2 separate regions of the Urocitellus parryii genome follow, and region 2 is linked to region 1. The links are chromatin contacts, called in public Hi-C maps. All regions are on one chromosome and are shown on one strand. The core of a region is the stretch at or near the end of the contact, and the rest is flanking DNA. Distances in the headings are between cores, read along the strand shown. Region 1 holds the start of C4H9orf78 (chromosome 4 C9orf78 homolog). Region 2 holds the start of Gpr107 (G protein-coupled receptor 107).

Region 1 (5,775 bases), core at 2,332-4,831:
GGGCACTCCACCTCTAAGCTACATCCTCAACTCTTTTTTTATTTTATTTATATTTTTTTAAAAAATTGAGACAGGGTCTCACTAAATTGCCCAGATTGGCCTTGAATTTGTGATCCTCCTGCCTCAGCCTCCAGAGTAGCTTGAATGACAGGCATGGGCCACCAAGCTTGGCCTGCATCCTCCTCTTAGGATGGGACTGTACTCCATAAAATCCCTGTTGGCTGGCTGTCCAAACTCGCTCGGAGCCCAGTCATTGACAATAAAATCACCCTTTTCCCAGAAGGTGACTCTGGTTGTTTTAGTCCTAACAATAAATGAAAATTGGCTTCCCTGAAATTTCTACATACACATTCATTTCTGTTCACAGCAAAGAGAACTGTCACAATTCTGTCTTTAAGCATCTGTTGTCAACTTTCAAATTTTCTCCAAGTGCCCTCTTTTCATGCTAATGTGAACCAGCTGTGTTTGATTTAGTGTATTACCTGCCAACTTGAAAAACTAAGAAAGGCTTGATTCTTCCACCGCCATTATACAACCTGAGCTTAGAACGTAAGCCTTAAGCCGGTGCTGGGGATGTGGCTCAGTGGTAGAGAGCTTGCCTAGCATGTGTGAGGCACTGGGTTCAATTCTCAGCACTGCATAAAAATAAAGCAATAAAAAACAAAGGTATTGTGTCCATCTACAACTAAAAAATTAAATTAAAAAAAAAACCCTAAAGCCACAAAACATCTGAAGGTCAGAGGCTCATGCCAGAGGTCTCAGAGCTAGTATAAGGCAAAGCAGGTTCTCTAAGGAGGAAGCAGACTCCCAGCAGGGAAGGCTCCTCCAGACTCACAAGCCAGCTGAAGTGGGACTCGAACCTGGGGCCTGTAGCTCAGTTCACTGCATCCTGGCACATTGCCAACTAGAGCATGAACCAGATTACAATAATTTAAATCTTCCACTTGGTCCCCTCCATGGCTGATTTCTTTGCAGTTTTCCATTTTTTCCTCTTTTCCAAAGTATTTACTACCTAACACACTTACATACTTTATTTACTAAGTTATCAGAATAAAAAATTCCACTACAATTGGGATCTTATGTCTCTTTTGCTCACTGATGTATTTTAAGCAGTGTCTGACTCACGTAGTAAATGCTCAGTAAATATCCCTTTTTCTTTACTTTTTTTTCCTTCAAACTGGGAATTGAACCCATGGGTGCTCTACCACTGAGCTATGGCCCTGTCCTTTTTAATTTTTTTTTTTTAAGACAGGAGCTAAGTTGCTGAACTGGCCTTGAATTTGTAATTCTTTTGCCTCAGCCTCCCAAGTAGCTGGAGTTCACAGGCATGCTCCACAGTAAATATCTCCTGAATAAATAAATTGGTCCAACAAGCATTTATTAAATACCTACTATGGCTGAGCTATGAACTGTATCACTCTACTGGATCCCAATCCATCCAGACATCATGTTCCCTGAACCATGTCACGATTTCATCTATTGCTACGAAAAGCTAGTGAACCAATCAAAACCCAGGCTTTTTGAACAACCAAACTCCCAAATAAAATTAAAACACAAGAGAACCTAAATTTCCTGGAGGCCCCTTCTGAGAAGCAGTCTCATTCCTCAAACCGGCCTGACAAGACAGAGGGACTGCAGTCCCTCAGTCCTGCCACCCACTGTCAGACTGATAACTGCCACTTTTGGGCATTACTCTTTTGTGGTGCTGGGGTTGGAACCCAGGGCCTCATGCATACTAGGCAAGTGCTCTTCTACTGAGCCACACCCCAGCTTCTAAATGGTATCCAGTACCCCCAGATGGGAGGGGGGCTAAGCAGGCAAACAAAGCCACCTCTAAAAGTGTGAGAGCTGAAGACCCTGAGTTCCTGGCTTCCTGCAGCAATTCCCAAGGAGCCTCTCCTTCTGTTGACAAGGACAGGGTGTCCAGTGAGTGCCAGGTACATCTGGGTTTGGCTGAACCAGAATGCAGAGGGCAAGGGGCTGGGGATGTGGCTCAAGCAGTAGCGCGCTCGCCTGGCATGCGTGCGGCCCGGGTTCGATCCTCAGCACCACATACCAACAAAGATGTTGTGTCCGCCGAGAACTAAAAAAAAAAATAAATATTAAAAAAAAATTCTCTCTCTCTCTCTCTCTCCTCTCTCACTCTCTCTAAAAAAAAAAAAAAAAAAAAAAAAAAAAAACAGAATGCAGAGGGCAAGACTTAAGACTTTTGATGTATGGCTTTCGACTGAAGCCAAAAGGCTGTTTCAAGAAGCCCTGAATCTTATTTGTCCCAGTCCAAGAAAGAGAACAACAATCTCAGAGAAGACTGATCCAGAGAAAAGTAAGGAATTCCAGAAATGTTGCCCTGCTTTAGAATGATCTTCCAGAAAAAAAGAGGCTCCATCAGCCCCTCCCACAGCCAATGGGAGCCGCAGCAGCTGCAGCCGTAGACACCCACAGAAGCCAACTGTGCCAGGTACTGCACAACCCCTGGAGCAGATCGACACCTGCACTGACCCCTGCTCCACCTTCAGGCTGTGCACCCTCGTTCATGAAGTAGAAAACAACTGAACCTGCTTCCCAGGACTGCTGGGAGAAATCAAGGAGGTAAGACTTCGCCAGTGCCTGCCCCAGTAAGCACTAACAATCGAGTCTTCTTTCAAAGGAGAATAGAGAGGAGAGGAGAAAAACTATTACTAAGGGGTTCCTAAAGTCCCATGAGCATTTTTTTGCATTTTTCTATTTCCTAAGCATTTGCTGACACCCGTTTTCATATAAACTTTATCCTCACAGCATCTGCGGGGTGGAAGGTGTGGAGGGCAGAGCGCCTGTCCTCCTGGCAGGAGGAAGACAAGGCCTGTGTCAGGTAGGAAGGAGGCCAGCAAGCGCCCGAGGAAGAGCGCCCTGGTCTCCAACCCTCCGAGTGGCTGTCAGCCGAGGCGAGGCATCTCTCGGGGAGAGGCGGCCTCAGGCAGTGGGCGCTGCGACTGAAATTCACCACCGTGGGAGAGTGGTCATCTTTTGTCCCTAAAGGGGAAAAAATGCACGTCAGGGCCCAAAGCCGGGGGAAATAAAAGTCAGCGCCTCAGGACGCCACGCGCACGCTTTCAGCGCTGGGTCAGGCCTCAGCAGAAGCCAGAGACCAGGGCGGCCCCCGTCTGGAGGAAGCCACGGGCCCTCGGGGGCTCGATGCGCGGCGCCCGGGAGGCCCCCCAGGCGCCGGCCGGAGGCGGGGAGAGGGGCGGCGGCGACCAGGGCATCCCGGGCTCCGCTCACCTGGCTGGGCGTTCCGCGCATCTAGCAGCGCCAGGCCCCAAGGCCCAGAGAGGGACTGGGGGTCTTCCCTGCTCGGAGAGGCCCAGCCCCCGAAGCAGCCGGCGGCGGCCCGGAACTCACCTGCCGTCGCCACCGCGCCGCCGCCGCCTGTCAGTCAAGCGCGCCCTCAGCAGCGCCGCTCCGGGCCGTGGGGCCAGGCAGAACTCGCCCCGCCTCCCCCACCTCGGCCGCCCAATCGGAAGAGGACGACGCCACGTTGGGGGCGGGCCCCGGGGCGGGGCGCCCAGGGGGCGTGATCGGCGCTCTGACAGCAACGCCGCGCGCCGGAAGCGGCCCGGAACTTGGCGCGGCGGCGCGGCTGCCGGACCCGGGGCCGGTTCCACCATGCCGGTCACCGGGAAGATGTTTCGCCGGCGCCGGGCCGACTCTGAGTCGGAGGAAGATGAGCAGGATTCGGAGGAGGTTCGGTGCGTTTGGGGCGGGGCTTCCACCGACCTAGAAAAGAGAAACTGGCACGGGAGACTGACCGCTGACCGGGCGCTTCCTAGACTGAGTTAACTGTGAGCTGGGGCTGTTGTTCCTTCTGGACAAAGAAATTGAGGCTCCTGGGTATGAGGCCGTCGCCCCAGGCCGCACAGATGGGGGTGGTGCCCCGGGATATGCCTGGATCTGACTCCCAGGGGTCCGAGGCGCAGGGTCACCCTCTTGACCACTGTGCGGCGGCTCTGCTTGGGGTCAGGGTGCCCTCCAAGCAGCCTGTTGGCTCTGGGTTCCACGGATGATCTCTCAGCTTGGGCATTGCTTTTTTTTTTTTTTTTTTTTTTTCCAGGCTAAAACTGGAAGAGACCCGAGAAGTGCAGAACTTGAGAAAAAGGCCTAATGGGGTGAGGTGGGTACCACGGGGACAGCCGGGTGCTTGGCCGGTGGTAAAGACAGACACGCCCCTGCCTGAGTTGTCATCCAGACATTTCAGAAATGGCTCTTATTAACACATCGTACACCTTCTGCTGCTTGGAGAGGGGACCAATGTTGCTTGTAGACGCTTAACCACATGTCCAGAGAACAGTGGTCTCTGGGAACGCTCCAGAGGTACAGAAACAGGTCATGAACTTGCACTTTAATTCACCCGATTAATTTTGTGAAATACACATTGATTATTAAGAGTTTAGGAAATTTGGAAAAATATAGTCCAAATAAAGAGTACCTTCCAGTGACTGGGGAGGTTGAGGCAGGAGGATCACAAGCTCAAAGTCAGTCTCAGCAACTTGGTTAAACCCTCAGCAGCTTAGGGAGGCTCTATCTCAAAAAATATAAAGAATTGGGGATGTTGCGTATAGATTAAAAACACTTGGCTTCAATCCCCAGCACCAAAAGATAGATAAATAATGTTTATGCTTGCTCTCTGCACTCATAATTTGCTGATCCAGAAGTAACTAAGGTTAACATTTAAGGTTCTTTCCGGTCTGTTTCCTCTTTCTCTTTTGTGAAGATTTTCAGCAATGTGATATACATACTTTTTCTCTTGCTTTTTTCAACTCATTACAACATTGTGGGCATTCACTCATATTGTGGAATACTTTTCAGAAAATGGCTGTATAATATTCCAACAGAACTATGCGCTGTAATTTATTAACAAATCTATGTAGGTCATTTGTAAATTTTCACCATTGAAGATGGCTGAAGCAGATATTCTCTTGCATTTGTCTTTTTTTACTGCACTTTCCTTGATGACAAAATCTTAGAAATGAGATTTTCAGGCCAAGACATGATGAATGGTTTTATAGGAAAGTGTACTACTTCCCCCTCGCCCTCAGCATCCACAGTAAGCCATTTCATTTTAATTTAATTGTGGGACTTTCCACCTGGCTTTCTTTTCTATCCCTCGGATCTTGCCCTTTATACTTATATTGCATCCTACAAATTTCTGACTGTTCCTCCTTATTGCTGAATTGTGATTTCTTTTGTTTTGCACAGTGCTGCTGCCCTGCTGGTGGGAGAGAAGGTACAAGAAGAGACCACACTAGTGGTAAGTTATGGGGTCCTCTCAGTGGCTTCTCTTTTGTAGGGGACTGTTCTTAAAACCAGTGATGACTGCTGGACATGGTGATGCACGCCTGTAATCCCAGCCACTTGGAGGATGAGGCAGGAGGATCACAAGTTTGGGGTCAGCCTCAGCAACTTAGTGAGGCTCTAAGCAACTTAGCAAGACCTTTATTCAAAAAATAAAAAGGCTTAGGGATGTAGCTCTGTGATTAAGCACCCCTGGGTTCAATCCCTGGTGTTTTAGAAAAAAAAAATAATGATGATGATGGTGATCGCCATGCTCTTGCTGTGGTGCTCCCTCTAACTGTGCTTGCTCTCTGCAGGATGATCCCTTTCAGATGAAGACAGGTGGTATGGTGGACATGAAGAAACTGAAGGAAAGGGGGAAAGATAAGTAAGTGGAGGGTAGACAGATGCAGATTCATGCCAGCCTCTGCCTCAGGCCAAGCACCTTCAGAGAAGGGTTGGAGGGTG
Region 2 (5,775 bases), core at 2,311-4,810, 160 kb before region 1:
ACACACACACACACACACACACACACACACACACACACACACACACACACCAGCAACCACTGTGCTAAACTATACTACAAGAAAACAATCAGCAAAATCTAGTATTGGGGGCCAGAAGAAGTGAAATCTTTTATTTAAAAGTATTAAAAGACAAATTAACCTATCACAATAAATGCTATTTAGATCCTGGTTTAAAAAAAATTAAGCCATTTATGACCAATGAAAATTTGAACCTGATTTGACATTGATGATATTAAGGATTATTTCTTCTTGTTGTTGTATAATAGCTTTGTAGCTGTTTTTAAAAGAGCCCTTATTTTTATAGGTACACCTGAAATATTTACAGATGAAATAATATGATCCCTTTACCTTGCTCTAAAATAATATGGGAAGACAATGACAAATGCTTCCAACAATGTAGAGAAAGGGGACCCTCATAAATCGATGGTAGAAGCAAACTGATAGACTAGCTTAATATTTACCAGTGATACCAAGCACCTGGTGTTTTAACTCTAGAAATGTAGAAACAGTGCTAAACTGGCTAGCAGTGTGTCCTACTACTAGCTTTAGGAAACAGTTTGGCCGTTTCTCAAAAAGCATAAATCTAACATATGACCCAACAATTCTACTCCACTCCAGGGTATCATCTAAGAGAAATGAAAATATACAGCCCCTGAAGATTTGCATGAGTGTTTGTAGCACCATTATTCATAACCGCCAAAAAGTGGAAACAACCTAGATGCCATCAATTGGCAAGTGGCTTGCAACAGGTGATTTACCTGTACAAAGGAATCACATTCTATAAACAGAAACAAATTATGGTACACGGTACACCATGGATGAACCTCAAACATCTAAGTAAGAAGTTCACAAGAAAAGACCACTTACTGTGATTCCATTTTTATGAAATACCCAGAAAAGGCAAATTATATAGAGAGCTACAAAGAAGATTAGTGGTTGCCTGGAGCTGGCAACGTGAGAATGGGAATCAACTGCTAACCAGCACAAGGGATCGACTTTTTTTTTTTTGGTACCGGGTATTGAACTCAGGGGCACTCGACCTATATTTTATTTGGAGACAAGATCTCACTGAGTTGCTTAGCGCCTCAAAGTTGCTTTGAACTTGAAATTCTTCTCAGCCTCCAAAGCCACTGGGATTACAGGTGTGCACCACCGCACCTGGCAGCACCAGGGATCTTCTGGAGAGGTCTGGAGGTCTGGGGCTAGACAGTGGTTGACAGCTGGACAAGTTGGTAAATTTAATAACAATCACTGAATTACACACTTAAAATAGGTGACTTTTATAGTATCTAAGTTACACCTCAATAAAGTTGATTATTTATTTAACAGGGAGAGCATGAATGCAGTCCCTGAATATGACAAATCATACAATCAAGTTTCCCACACTTGGGGTCAGAACACCCAGAGTCCAGTGGATGAGCCTCCCCTGAGAGAACCACTTTCATAATCATGGTATCTCCCCTGACGCATAAGTATAATAAAGTTGTTTTCAAAAGTAAGAAATACAGAAAAGTCTTAAAAGAGAAGGAATGTCAGAAGACTGAGAAAACCAGAAGAATGTTGGAAAATAAAGACTGAATTACAAAAGAAAAGATTCCTTTTTAATTAAAAACAAAATGGGAACAGGGAAATACACATGGGGTGGGGGGGGTGGGCACAACAATGACAAAGGTGGCACATGCCTACAATCCTAGCAACTAAGGAGGCTGGGAGAGGAGGATAGCAGTTTGAGGCTAGCCTGGGCAACTTAATGAGACCTGGTTTCACTACAAAAATTAAAAAGGCTTGGAGGTGTAGCTCAGTGGCAGAGCACCCCTGGGCTCTATGCAGTACTGCAAAGGGAAGGAATATCTGCATTAGCCACTGGTTGATGGTTATTGAGGCTGGGTGACAGGTACATGGAAGCTGATTATACAACTCTGCCCATGCTGGAGTACTTGAGATTCTCCCTGATAAGGTCTTTTTGTTTGTTTGTTTGTTTGTATGTAAAGATCAATGCATATTCCTGATATTCAGGAACCTCTTCAGGCTATTCTTTTCAGTCCAGGTTCCAGTGGGATTCCTATTTCAATTTCAAGCAAAACAAGACAATCTAATACTGTTCCAAAAAATTCTCTTCAGGTGATTTTCATTTTCTTGGACAAGAAATTAGAATGTTTACGAGAAAATTCAAAATTCCAGTACTGATTACAGAATGAGCACAATACTATTTTTGAAACATGTTACAAAGATAAAATCATTAAATAATTTAGCATCACAGGGAGAAATCAATCACCAGAATTAAGCCAATTCAGTTTGCTTCTACCGCTTTACAGGAATACTTTCCTATATCAATGAGGCCAGGCACCCGGTGTTTTAAATCCAGAGATGTAAAAAGAAGAGCACTGGACTGGGAGCTAGAAGGAGAGGTCCCAGTGTGTCCTACTGCTAGTTTTGCCAACAACTTATAAACTGTATGAACTCAACGACACTACTTCATCTAAGACCAGATATCGTCCTCTAAGAGAGAATTTTAAAGACAGGGTGTTCTGAACCTGGAGTGGGAAACCTGGGACAGGATTATGAAGCCTCAGACAGCCCACCAAAGTTTTGCCCAGATTTCAACGTGCACTTCTCCGCTCTCAGCAGATTCTCAAAGGGAACTAAGATCCACCATCCTTCTGGGATTAAAAACCATTTTATTCACGGCAATTTTTATGGATCTGGCCAAGCTTTCAAATCTGAAATCTGGATTCTTTAAACTGCCTGCATTCCCAAAATACAGCGTCACGGTTACAAGACGAACTTCGTGCAACCCACAAACTTCTTAGAAAACTGTACACTGGCTTCGGGTCATAACGATGCTCTTTCCTATTCCCCATGTGTATTAATTAACCTGTGGAACCACCGGGTCGTTACGTGTCCGCCTTGGAGGACTTTCACCGGTGCCTTCCAAGGCCAGAGCCCAGGCCCATCATGAAGCTGGCTGACGGGAGCCGGGAAGAGGCGCCAGGCCCCCTACTTGGGGGACTGCGGGTAAGTAGTTCGAACGAGGAGTGACATTCCTCCGGAGAAGCTCACTGCGGTCGCTCGGCGCCGTGCGCGCCCCGAACCTAACCGGTACACCGGGGCTGGTTCCGCGCGGCTCGGGCCCGCAGACACCGGGGCGCGGAGGCGGAGCCGGCGGAGCAGGGACGAGGTAAAGCGGGTGAGGAGAGCGGCCGGCCGGCTGCGAGGACAGAGCCGGGACCCGGCGGGCGCGGTGGAGCGGCCCGGCCCCACGGCCCGCAGCCCCCCGCCCTCCCGGGACCGGGCCGGAGCCGGTGCCCCGTGCTCAGAGGCCGCGGGCCCGAGCTGCCCGGCCCGGGAGTGGCCCCGGCCCTCCCGGCCCGCCCTTACTTTGAGTGCCAGGTGGTGGACGCGGCCCAGGCCGGGCCCGGCCAGCAGCTGCAGCAGCCCCAGGACCGGGAGCAGCCGGAGGCCCGCGGCCAGCCGAAGACGGCGGGAGCCCGAGGGGCCAAGGGGCCGAGGGGCGGCCATGTTGGTTCCAGCATCACCAGCTGTTTCCTCTCCCGCCCACTTCCGGGGTCAAAGGGCGACGGCCACCGGAAGGGCCCGGGGAGGGGGCGCGCGGCAGGAATCCCACGGGCTCGGGAGTGGTCTCGCCCGAGGGCCGCCCACCGGGTCACCCAACAGCCTCCTCGGCGCGGACTTTGTGGTCAGCCGACGGAGGCCAGGCCGCCGGGGACGCCGAGGTTGTTGCCATGGCGACGGCGGCCTCCGGGGCCGACCGCCGCCTCGCGGGGCTCCGGAGCAGCCCGGGCGGGGAGGCGGCGGCTCTGACTGCACCGGCGTCCGGGGTGGGAAGCGTGGGGAAGCCCTGAGTGGCTGGGTCCCTTGGGTGCCCTCCGGGCCCTTCCCACGGAATCTCTGCAGAAGTGGGTGCAGCAGGGGGGCGTGCTGGGACCCCTGCAGCAGCTCACTCCCTGGGACGAGCTGGTGAGACGGGAGGTAGGTGTTTTCCTCGCCCCGCTCCACAGTCTCGCCAACCCGGGCTCTAGAAATGCAGCCTGTGTTCCCGCTGGAGCCGGGGATCACTGGAAGCTCTGAGAACCGGGGCTGGGACCACGCACTGCAGCCGAACCTGCCGCGGCGTCCGTCGGAGACGAAGGGGTCGAGAAAACGTGGTGTCCACACACAGCGGAGTTGCATTCAGCCATAAAGAAGAACGAAATTATATAATTTACAGAAAAATGGATGGAAGTAGACACCATTGTGTTTAGCAAAATAAGCCAAACTCAGAAGGTCGAGTCGTTTGTTTTCTCTTATGTAGAAGCTGCAGAGGAAAGGGGGAAAGAAAGGTCGGGGGCGGGGCAGAGATCTCCAGAAAATCAGAGGGCGATGGGTCAGTAGTGGAAAGGGCCCAGGGTGTGGGAGGAGGGCAGGGAGCGGGGAAGTGCTGGGGAGGGATGTTGGCCAAATTATCTTGCCATATTGTGTGCATGTCGAGTGTGTAACAACAAATACCATCGTTATGTACGATTATAATGCACCAATAAAAAATGTGGGGTGGGGGGGGGAGAGTTGGGGCTGAGAGCATATTTCAGTGGTAGAGCCCTTGCCAAGTGTGCCCCAGGCCCTGAGTTCCATTTCCAGCCCCTACACAAAGAAACGAAAACAAAAAAGAAACCAGCCCTGTGTTGAATTCCTTTTGGCCATTTCAACCCACCAGAGGAGTCTCCGTCTTAATATTTTTCTCTTATTCTGTTTGGACACCTTCCTGGTCATTGGAACTTATCAGGACCTCCTTAATGGAAGGGCTGGGCAGTAGACCCCTTCACTCACCTTTCTTTCTTTATCAAGGAGTTATAGAAGAACATGCTTGTTAGCTTTGCCTCCTGAGTAGCCAGGTTTGTTTAGTTTTTAGAGTCTTGTTTTTAGCTTGCCACACAAGTAATATATGCTTTGTGTGTGTGTGTAACCATTTAAGTAGAAGAGGAAAAATAAACCACCAAGAATCCCAATACCAAGTGACTACCAGTGTACTAGCGTTTTTTTTGTTTGTTTGTTTTTTGAGGTACTGGGGCTAGAACCCTGGGTCTCGTGCATGCTAGATAAGCACTCTACCACTAAGCTGTACCTTAGCCCTTTAAAGAAAAAGATTTTTAAAAAATCTTTATTTATTTATTTTTTATGTGGTGCCGAGGATCGAACCCAGTGCCTCATGCATGCGAGGCAAGCGCTCTACCACTGAGCTACAACCCCAGCAAAAAGTTTGTTGTGGGACAGGATCTTCCCAAGTTCCCAGCTGGCCTTGCACACACCATCCTCCTGCCTCAGGCTCCAGAGTTGCTGGGATCACAGGCGTGGGCCATCTCACCCGGCTAGTTTTGTGCCATCTTGGTCCTGAATCTGAATTTTTCCCTTAACTCAAACACCAGTAGGAAGAGTTCTGTCATACTCTTTGCAAAGACAGAAGTGGGAAGCTGAGCTGGAGCCAAGAAGATTGCAGTTTATCCTAAAATGTCTTGGTTGGTCACCACAGGAAAGGCAATGATTGCTAGTGGGCAGAGAATTCCCTTTCTTGCTGGGCACAGAGGCTCAGTCCTGTAATCCCAATGAGTTGGGAGGCTGAAGCAGGAGGATGGAGAGTTCAAACCCAGCCTCATCAATTTAGGCCCTAAGCAACTCAGCAAGACCCTTTCTCTCATAAAACGTATTTAAAAAAAAAAAAAAAAAGTTGTGGCTTGGTGGTTAAGTGCCCCTGGGTTAAAT

What was found. A called contact is a pair of places that touch in the nucleus more often than the background predicts.
Region 2: a contact with region 1 is called in a Hi-C map of liver, with 5 times the contacts expected there. The contact joins the promoter of Gpr107 here to the promoter of C4H9orf78 in region 1. A contact is called at or near these places in 2 of 2 Hi-C or Micro-C datasets (liver and muscle).

Annotation. Positions count from the first base shown.
Region 1 is chr4:205,606,376-205,612,150 of mUroPar1.hap1, reverse strand. It overlaps C4H9orf78 (chromosome 4 C9orf78 homolog), which reads left to right and starts at 3,581. Exons shown (of 9, transcript XM_026386411.2): 1 at 3,581-3,725; 2 at 4,088-4,147; 3 at 5,233-5,284; 4 at 5,625-5,695. The coding sequence starts at 3,643. It overlaps Usp20 (ubiquitin specific peptidase 20), which reads right to left and starts at 3,441. Exons shown (of 25, transcript XM_026386480.2): 1 at 3,379-3,441.
Region 2 is chr4:205,768,417-205,774,191 of mUroPar1.hap1, reverse strand. It overlaps Gpr107 (G protein-coupled receptor 107), which reads right to left and starts at 3,560. Exons shown (of 18, transcript XM_026386357.2): 1 at 3,400-3,560. The coding sequence starts at 3,540. It also overlaps the pseudogene LOC113181181.